Linked DNA regions of Triticum aestivum: region 2 is linked to region 1. The links are chromatin contacts, called in public Hi-C maps. All regions are on one chromosome and are shown on one strand. Each heading gives the region's core, a stretch centred on a gene start, on an enhancer-like site or on the middle of the called end of the contact. The rest is flanking DNA. Distances are from core to core; before and after follow the strand shown. Region 1 holds the start of LOC123103716 (protein Brevis radix-like 1). Region 2 holds the start of LOC123103717 (phospholipid:diacylglycerol acyltransferase 1).

The links. A called contact is a pair of places that touch in the nucleus more often than the background predicts.
Region 2: a Hi-C map of leaf shows a contact between it and region 1, with 3 times the contacts expected there. The contact joins the promoter of LOC123103717 here to the promoter of LOC123103716 in region 1. A contact is called at or near these places in 3 of 5 Hi-C or Micro-C datasets (leaf and root) and 1 of 1 datasets of contacts at active chromatin or transcription factors (leaf).

The regions. Positions count from the first base shown.
Region 1 is chr5A:419,535,512-419,540,346 of IWGSC CS RefSeq v2.1, forward strand. It overlaps LOC123103716 (protein Brevis radix-like 1), which reads right to left and starts at 2,310. Exons shown (of 5, transcript XM_044525390.1): 1 at 1,835-2,310; 2 at 1,222-1,616. The coding sequence starts at 1,996.
Region 2 is chr5A:419,839,015-419,843,849 of IWGSC CS RefSeq v2.1, forward strand. It overlaps LOC123103717 (phospholipid:diacylglycerol acyltransferase 1), which reads left to right and starts at 2,015. Exons shown (of 6, transcript XM_044525391.1): 1 at 2,015-2,805; 2 at 4,669-4,835. The coding sequence starts at 2,315.

The DNA.
Region 1 (4,835 bases), core at 1,060-3,559:
TTAGAGTTAACCCGATTGTTCTCATTAGAGTCCATCCAGTTGTAAAATTTAAAAGAACCAAGGATTTACTAACTATAGAACACATAGGAGTGGCAAAATAGGGTGGCAGATATATACTAGAATATTTTGTAGTATTGCACATTAGCAAAAGTGCTGCAGTCAAGAGTCCATGTTGGATGGCTCTCCTGATAACCCGGTGTGGAGGGACCCAACTAGTACATATCAATAAGAAGGCCACCAGCCAAGCAAATGGACAAAGAAGTGAGAGGAGCAGAATTTTTCTGTTCCAACATCTTTCAAAGTTTCAATTAAGCCTCTGTATTGGATACCCAGATAGGATGTAGCTTGTGGGCCTCTTTGTGTCTCTATCCCATGATAATACCACCCCTTTGGTGGAGAGGAAGCATCATCGCCAGCACACTAGATGTATCATTTTCATAGCCTAAAGTACAAATGTGCAAGCTGGACTTGCCCCCACATAGAACTGGTAACTTCAAAATTCATAGCAAGTTGATGCACTGGAGCTTCTATGATTCTAGGGTGGGCAATTCTAAATCTACCGGCTCCTCACACAACATGCATTCTGACACATCTAGACTTCGACCTGGCTGGAGCACGTGAGGGGTTAAATGAGGGCCTATTCTAAAGTCAATGCGCCAGATTGTTCCCGTTTACAGCTCATCCAGTGTGTAAAAATCTCAAGGGATTTACTATCTATATATAGGACATATAGCAGTGAGGAAAAAGTGTAGCACATATTTTTGTAGTGCATAATCCAAAAAGAATCCCTCTGTAAACTAATATCTTTAGTGATCTAAAACGTCTTATATTAGTTTACAGTGGTAGTACTTATTTAAAAAAAGGCTTAAACAAGAGGTTAACCAAGAAAGCCTTAGTCTCAAATGTTTAACTATTCACATTAGGCATTTCTCAAAGAAAATTGTAGTAACTCTGAGCACTGAGCAGTAAAAAAGATGAAAGATACTACTTGGAACTTCAATTCGTTGAGAGTTTTCCAACACATTGCGCTTCATCCTTCTGCATTTTTTTTACCAAATTTAACAAAAACATTTTTCTACTCTGAATGCAGGAGGGTCTCAAATCTCGATCACATTTTCTGAAAATGTAAACTAAGCCAACAAGGTATTTTCCAACCAACAATCAGAGTAATGCACTGGAGAAATGCAAATAATGCAGGCGCAATCGCGTAAGAGCACACACCTGAATCGGATGCGTTTGAGGTCATTGCCACCTTGCGGCAGCGAGACGAAGGTGATGAGGACGCCGGGCTCCACCTGCGCCACCCACTCCTTGGCGTTGTCCTCCTTGCCGCCGCCGCCGCCAGATGACATCCCGTCCTCCTCCTCTTCTTCCTCCTCGTCGCCGGCGGGGAAGTCGGTGCGCGCGCTCATGGATGGCGTGGCCTCCCCGCTGGAGCCGCCGCCCGCGGCGCGCCGGTAGGCGTAGTGGAAGCGGTCGGAGGCGTCGGAGCCCCGGAAGCCGCTGCCGCCGCGGTGGTGGTACGGGTGGTGCCGCCCCGAGCCCCCCGCGGAGGAGCCGGCGCAAGGCTTGCAGTGCCGGTACGCGCCCGACGCCTTGAGCGCCATGTCCTTGATCTGAACCCAAGAAAATCCCCCGTCAATTCAGTCCCACCCGATCTGATGATTACGCTCGAGACAAGATTCCAAAACCTAAAAGGCGTAACCTTCCAGACAGATTCAGACGACTTAAAAAATCCTTCGGATGAACAGAACAAGAGAAACGAAACAAAAAATCCAACATTTCAAGCAGGACTCCAGTGGCAAGAGATGCAAGCACAGTCCCGAGAGCCCACCTGGGCCGTGAGCGCCTTGATGGCCTGCCGGGCGCTAGGCGTGGCAGCGCCGCCCACGCCCGCGCCGGCATCGACGGCGTCCTCGTCCTCCGTCGGCTCGTGCAGCGGCGGCACCCCGCCGCCGCCGCCGAGCTGCCTGGAGCAGGCGATGCACGTGAGCATCCCGCCGCCGGCGAGCACGCACGCCCCCTCTGACCGACGGGCAGCGACAGACCCGGAAAGCGAGACCGGGAGCGGCGCGCGGCCTTAAATGGCGGGGCGGCACGTAGCGTAGCGCACGGACGGCGACACGGGCCACGACGTGGCGGACCGAGTACACGCGCGCGCACGCACACCCCTCCTCGCCTCCGATCTCGAGCTCGAGTTAAGGGCATTAATGGCCGGATTAGTATATCTCGCGGTTTTAATGGCAGCGGCCGCACTGCGGCACGAGCCAAGTGGGATTTAATTTATGGAGCGGCTGCCCGCCTCCACGCCGCATTGTGGCTCGACTGGATCGACGGACCCATCAATGTAATGTAAAGCTTCCCTGACACGCCCCTGGTGGGTGGCGGGCCCCCGAGGGGCCGCGGCCGTGTGGCCACTGGCAGGAGCAGTAGTACTCGCCATTGCCATTGCCAGCAGAGGGAGAGAGAGTGAGAGTGAGTAGTATCAGCGGCAATAGTAGTAGTAGAACTTTTTTGTTTGTTCGCGAGCGTGTTGTTTCGACGGAGGTTCGGGTCGGTGGTGGGTGAAAAGGGTGAGGCGAAACGTTCAAAATGTCGTGAGGAGTGTAATTTTTCCTTCATATGTGCAGTGGTTTCATATGGACTCCCGGTGTTAATTTTAACTTAAGATTCTGACTCTCAGATTCGCCTCGAGAGGCGTGCTCTCCAGCTCAAACGATCTTCTGAATCTCTTTTGCTTAAATATTCATAGGCTCATTCCCACCTTCGGCGCCTGGTTTTGGATCATGGTTTGATTGCCACCGTTCCCACGATGCTTTGGGTACTTGTGCCGCTCTAGACGCCTCCGTGGATTCTACGGATAAGCAAACTACAAGAATCGACCGTTTCGAAAAGACATGCAAGCAACCTCAAAACCAATAATGTCAAGAAAAGACATGTTCCCTCAAAAAAAAAAAACATGTCATTTAAGGGCATCTCCAACGCTCATGTTCAAACCCCTTTCAACTATCCGAACCATGGAAGTCATTTAACACGGGTCTGTATCAATCCGCAGGACAGTCTGGACATACTTTTTCTCGCAAACTAGAGACAAACGTGAAACTTTGCAGCCATTGGACAGCACCCACGCGGCCACGCCCGCTTCTGACCACTCTGGCCCACCCAAACCCCCTCCTCCCTCGTCTGCACGCGCTCCCGCCCACGCCAGCTGCCCCCATTTATGCCGCTGGTGAGTGGCCCAAAACGAATGCGACCTCTCACTGCCTCTGCCATTGACGCGACGCACCGGTCGAGGGCGCCGCCGGCTGCACATTCGGTAAGGACACGACTCCTCGCCGCATTCAAACGCCTCCATTAAACTCGTGTGGAAGCCGAGAACCCTACTCCGATCACACATCCATTCACGAGCGGGTCGGCATTAAACACAAGGTCGGGCAAGCTCCTCCCGTCCGCCCGCTATTTAAACTATGCCAGACGTCGAGCAAAAAACGCACCACACCTCCGCTCCCATCTCCTCTTGCACCATTTTTTTATGACATGATGTAGAGGTATAAACTCAAGCAATATGATGAAAACCCCATCTTTTTACCCTTGAAGCCAACAATACAAATACGTGCCTCGCTATCCCTACTTTGTCGCTGGGTGAGGACACCGCAAGATTGAACCCAAAACTAAGCACCTCTCCCATTGCAAGAAAAACCAATCTAGTCGACCAAACCAAACCGATAATTCGAAGAGAAATACAAAGATATCAAATCATGCATATAAGAATTAAAAAAAGATTCAAATAATATTCATAGATAAAATGACCATAAATCCACAATCCATCAGATCTCGACAAACACACTGTAAAAGAAGATTACATCGGATAGATCTCCAAGAACATCGAGAAGAACATGGTATTGAGCATCAAAGAGAGAGAAGAAGTCATCTAGCTACTAGCTATGGACTCGTAGGTCTGTGGTAAACTACTCACGCTTCATTGGAAGGGCAATAGAGTTGATGTAGAAGCCCTCCGTGATCGAATCCCCCTCCGGCAGTGTGCCGGAAAAGGCCCCAAGATGGGATCTCACGGGTACATAAGCTTACGGTGCCGGAAAAGTATTTTGGTGGACGCTTCTGGTCGTTTGGGAATATTTGGGAACTTATAGGCCAAAGATTAGGGTTGGAAGAATCCCATGGGGCTCACAAGCCAGGGGCACCCCCCTAGGGCGCGCCCTGAGGGCTTGTGGAGCCCTCGGGACTCTTCTGACTTCCTCTCCAAGTCCTACGTGTGTCTTCTGGTCCAAGAAAAATCATCATAAAGTTTTATTTCATTTGGACTCCGTTTGATATATCCTTTCTGTAAAACTCAAAAATAAGGAAAAAACACAAACTAGCACTGGGCTCTGAGTTAATAAGTTAGTTCCAAAAATAATATAAAATAGCATATTAATGCATATAAAACATCCAAAACAGATAATATAATAGCATGGAACAATAAAAAATTATAGATATGTTGGAGACGTATCATTCGGCAACTCGCCACTCCAAGCCAGATCGCGGTGGCGAGTTGCTCCAGAAGACACGCGAGGGAGCATGGCGGAACGGGCATGGTAGCTGCCATGGACGAGGCCAGACACCGTGCCATCCGCCGTTAACATTGGCGAAACCGCGGCCGGTCGGTGGAGAAAGAAACCGGCTATGTGGAGATCAACGAGTCAGTGGCTACGTGGTTTAAGGGATGTTTGGAAGCACAAGTAGTATCTCTACTTGGTGCAAAGAATTGGCTAGCATGAGGGAGAAATGCAAGCTCAGCATGTTGAATGATCCATGACAATATACTTTATTTCAGA
Region 2 (4,835 bases), core at 765-3,264, 300 kb after region 1:
TATTAAAGTTCAGGGTTGTAAATTAGACTAGAGCAAGAGTTCAGGGTTGAAATATGCACTTCTTTCTTAAAAAACACCGAAGAGTATACAGTAATATCTTTGTCGGCAATTGCAAAGCATAAACCTTTGTATCATATACTCAGAAAGCAAGTACGTAAAAAACACACCAACGTTAACTCTAACACATTTAGGCAACAAATCATGTAAATCATAGATTATTTCAGACTAACATGTGTATCAAATAAATCTCGATTTGATTACACGCCACGCTTTCATAGAAAGAACTTTTCCTTTAACCAACACGACTTGAGAATTTTCCACAGTGAAACCAACATAATAATTATTCCACCAAAAAAACCCAACATAATAACTATTTTATTTTCAACACACCAATAATTTGGTTCTGACAACTTTAAATACTTGCTTTATGACAATAATACATTATATAATTTTTATTCGATGCTGCTATTGTTACAAATTGAAATTGCCAACATAATTTGCATTGAGCATTTCCACAAAGACTGAAATTGAGGCCAAATGATTTGTTTTTTATAAAAACACTTCAGTTGTGAATAATATATTTTTTCTATCGCCACCAATGTCCGCTTTCAATACAAATTTCATCCATCTTAAAAATTCCCTTCGTATATCTACAACGTAATGACTCCTAATGTTAAGTTTGACACGATATGAGCACAATGTGAAGGCCATTTGTGTTGATCTGGTGCCCATTCCCCACCACTATGTAGATGTGGGTCTGCTGGATCATGATGTTCGAGTGGGACTGCACATGTCAGGATATGAAGTCATTGTCTTTGATATTGCCGCCCAGGAACAAAATGCATATGGATGTTGTTGGATGACCGACATACGTGCTGAAACTGACTATCCATATAGAACAAACGAATGATGCATGCATGCCGAAATGCGACAACGTCTCATGGCGGGAGTTTAGTCGCAGTCATGTACCATAATCACCACCCACAACACAACTTGAAAGCCGGCATTGTGCATGGCGTGGTTGCTTGCCACCTAATTGCACCCTAATGATAGGTTCATTGGGGTAGGCGTGCTAGGGGAGCGACAAGGGCAATGAGATCTCACCTAATGAACATGAAATCATACAACCATTCGATTTACCGCCAACAGAGAGAAGGACGATCATCATGACAAAAAAATAGGCATGCTAGGGGAACGACAAGGGCAATGAGATGCCACCCAATGAACATGGAATCATACAACCATTCGATTAGCGCCAACAGGGAGAAGGACGACCATCACGGAAGAAGAAGGACGATGTTGCTAGGACCACTAGCAAAGCGAGGTGCATGGGGGGTTTCAAGGGCAGTAGAAATATTTACAAGGAGAACACGAGTCAGTGGATGAGTTGACATGCCAATTGATAAGCTGCCAGCTTTAGGAAAACTTATATGTGACATCTGGAGTAAAAACATTCCCTCATGCTATCTAGATATCCCTCTTGTCTTGTTAAAGCTGTCGTTCTAGACAAGATAAGGCTAAACATTAAAATTTGTGACTAGTAATATTTCTCAAAATTTGAAAATAGATACTCGAAAAGCGATGTACTCCCTCCGTCTCATAATACTATAAGATAATACGTTGGATTCCATAAATAGTTAATGAATATATTCACAGGAATTTAAATTATTTTAGGTCCATTTTTTGCGGGGTTTTTTAAGTCCATTATTACATGAGAATGGATCGTGCTCTGCACCTTGAATGTATGTAATAAATGGAAAAAAGAAAAACCGTGCCAACCGAAAGATCACGTTTCACCGTAAAAAAAACCAGAAAGATCACGTTTTGGCGAGGCTCTGCTCTGGTTGGATCGCCATTATCATTTCTGCAAGCTACGCCGGCCCCACTTCACCGTCCCCGTCCTTGACGGCCACCCCTGGGCCCCACACAGGTTCCAATCAATAGAGGCAGGCGAACTCCGCCCCACCCGCACCGCGTCTTCACGAACCACAGACCCGTCCCGTGCCGCCGGGCCCACGTAGGCAGGCACCCGTGGCCAGCTCGGCGCACGTACATCGGGCGCAGGGATCGCTCCGGTGCGGCGCGACGGTCGCCTACGGCCTCGAGCCTCCTCCCTCTCCCGACCTCACAAACGCTAGCCCCGCGAGGCCGCCCCGCCCCTCCCGACCTCGCCCCCTCCGCCTCCTTGGGCCCCGCCGCCGGCTTAGGGTTTCGCGGGCCAGGCCCCCTCCCGGCCGCCGCCGGCGATGCGAGTGCGCCCGCGCAGGTAGCCCCGCCCCCGCCCGCCGATCCCATTCGCCCGCGCGCGCGCGCCATGTCGCTCCTACGGAGGCGGAGGCAGCAGCAGTCGCCGCCGCCGCCCTCGCCGGGCGACGACAGCAATGGCTCCGACCACGACGACAAGGACAAGGACAAGGGGAAGAAGCCGGCGCAGGAGCAGCCGTCCTCCTCCGCCTCCGCGCCGCCGTCCAAGGAGGCCGGCCGGCGGGCCAGGGGCAAGTGGTCGTGCGTGGACAGCTGCTGCTGGCTCGTCGGCTGCGTCTGCTCCTCCTGGTGGCTGCTGCTCTTCCTCTACAACGCCATGCCGGCCTCCTTCCCGCAGTACGTAACGGAGGCCATCACGGGCCCGCTCCCGGACCCGCCCGGGGTCAAGCTGCAGAAGGAGGGGTTGCACGCCAAGCACCCCGTCATCTTCGTGCCGGGGATCGTCACGGGAGGCCTCGAGCTCTGGGAGGGCCATCACTGCGCCGAGGGGCTCTTCCGGAAGCGCCTCTGGGGCGGCACATTCGGCGACGTGTACAAGAGGTCGCTTTCTTACCTGTTAGGTGTTGCATTCGCATCCGTCGCGTGTCCGTTAAGTCTCTAACTTTGTTTGGTCGTTATTAGGGCTGCTTTAGCAATCGACGCTAGGATCCTTTAATAGAATGAGTCCCATGTTATTCTTTTTGGCTTGCTTTGTTGTTTGTCGAGCTTTTGGGAATTGTTTTGGCAGAGTTAGGACTTCAGGACAGTAGTCTGATTCCATAGGCTGTCAATCCCTCGTGTTCTCTAACGCCCTTTCCGTAGATTTCTTTTATATATCTTATTAATGTGTCTGAGCTGTAGGACTAGAGGTTCATTCCAGATCTTCTGAAGTCTGGGTTAGGGTGTATGATTCCTCAATGGCGAGGTGCTCAGTCAAGAACTGGGACTTAGGTGCTCAATAGAAAGTTGGTTCCAATTTTGGATGTTTTTTATTACTTTCTCAATGGTTGATTTGTTACGGTGGAGGGATTAGAATTCTTGGTAATTTGAACTTTATTTGTGTTTCTTAAGCTAGTTTTGTACTGTTTAATTGTGTAAGTACTTGGGATATTTCTATGAAATGTTGGGTGTGACAATCACTTTCAGCTGCCTTGGAATGCTGTTTTTTGTTACTAGCATGGGAGCAGGATTTGAGTGGGCAAGATGTGACTTTGAGAGCTGCATGGAGTGCACATGTTGTAAAACTAGGCAACATTGTGTCCCCCACTGGCTATGAGGGGATGTTGATATAGGGAAATTCTTGTACAAGAGAAATCTAGATTATGTGTGTTCAGGTCCTTTAGGAGAAATTATAATTTGCGTTAAACAAAGCTTTCGATGTAGTCATGGGATGCCTTTTGGAGTAGATATTTATATCCGACTGTTTCATTATTTATTATTCAAATACTGCTTTTCTGGAAAGGTCGATGTTGCCTACTTTCTGGTGAGAGTAATAACGTGATCCCTGAACAGCATACCTGCTATTCCTTCTAAGCCTTGTGTTGTTGAGCTATCCCTATGTAGGAAAAGTAGATGACTCACTTTGCATTGAAGTAACTGCCTTTATTTACAGTCACATTTTGGCAGGGGTGGTAATCTTGGTGCTCTACTTGTTTGCAAAACTTCAGATTCTACAGTAAAATATCTTGTTTAGAGAAAAGCCTAATTTGAATCCTAAAACTTATGTGCTAGAAAACTAATTAATGTAGTCTTTTAGTGTTTCGTTTCTTCGTTCAATTTCGCTTCCTGCATTCCCTTGGGAAATTAGAAATCTCATTCAGGGGCTTGTGTATCGTGCTATATATGACATTAAAAGTTCAGCACTGTAGCAATTTCTTGTGGGATTAGCTGTTACATGGTATATGGCATTGCATTTACTTTGTCGTAAATACCTGCATTAAGACGTTACAGTCTGAACAAATTTAATATCCTGAACCCTGTTACCAAGAATGAAGTTGATATTTTACAAATAGAAGCAGAGTCTAAATCTCTTATGACATAGCTTCAGTCTTGAAACTGAAATATCCATGCAAAGCTAGATGCTATACTGCCCGCTGTAACATGGATTGACCCGAGAGTTATACTTCATTTGATGCTGTATTACAGTCACTACTGCTAAGGTTACATGTTACAGAGTTTGTTACTTTTTGATTTTTAGTTTATTGTTTATTTTTTCCAACTCTTTCTACTGAAGGAGCTTTTGCCTAGAATATGTGCTCTTTATGTTTTGCCTGCAGTCATCAAAGCTTACTTATCATATACTCTAAGTTGGTTATTGTACTAGTCTCCTTCATTTTGCTAGAGCATTCTTTTGGGTATAGTTGTGCACTATCACAGACCTGCTTCTGCTTGTAATCTCTTTAATCCTCTTGAAACATTTTTCAGGCCTTTATGCTGGATTGAACATATGTCATTGGACAACGAAACTGGATTAGATAAACCAGGAATAAGAGTTAGGCCGGTCACAGGCCTTGTCGCAGCTGACTATTTTGTCCCTGGCTATTTTGTTTGGGCAGTCCTGATTGCCAATTTAGCTCGGATTGGATATGAAG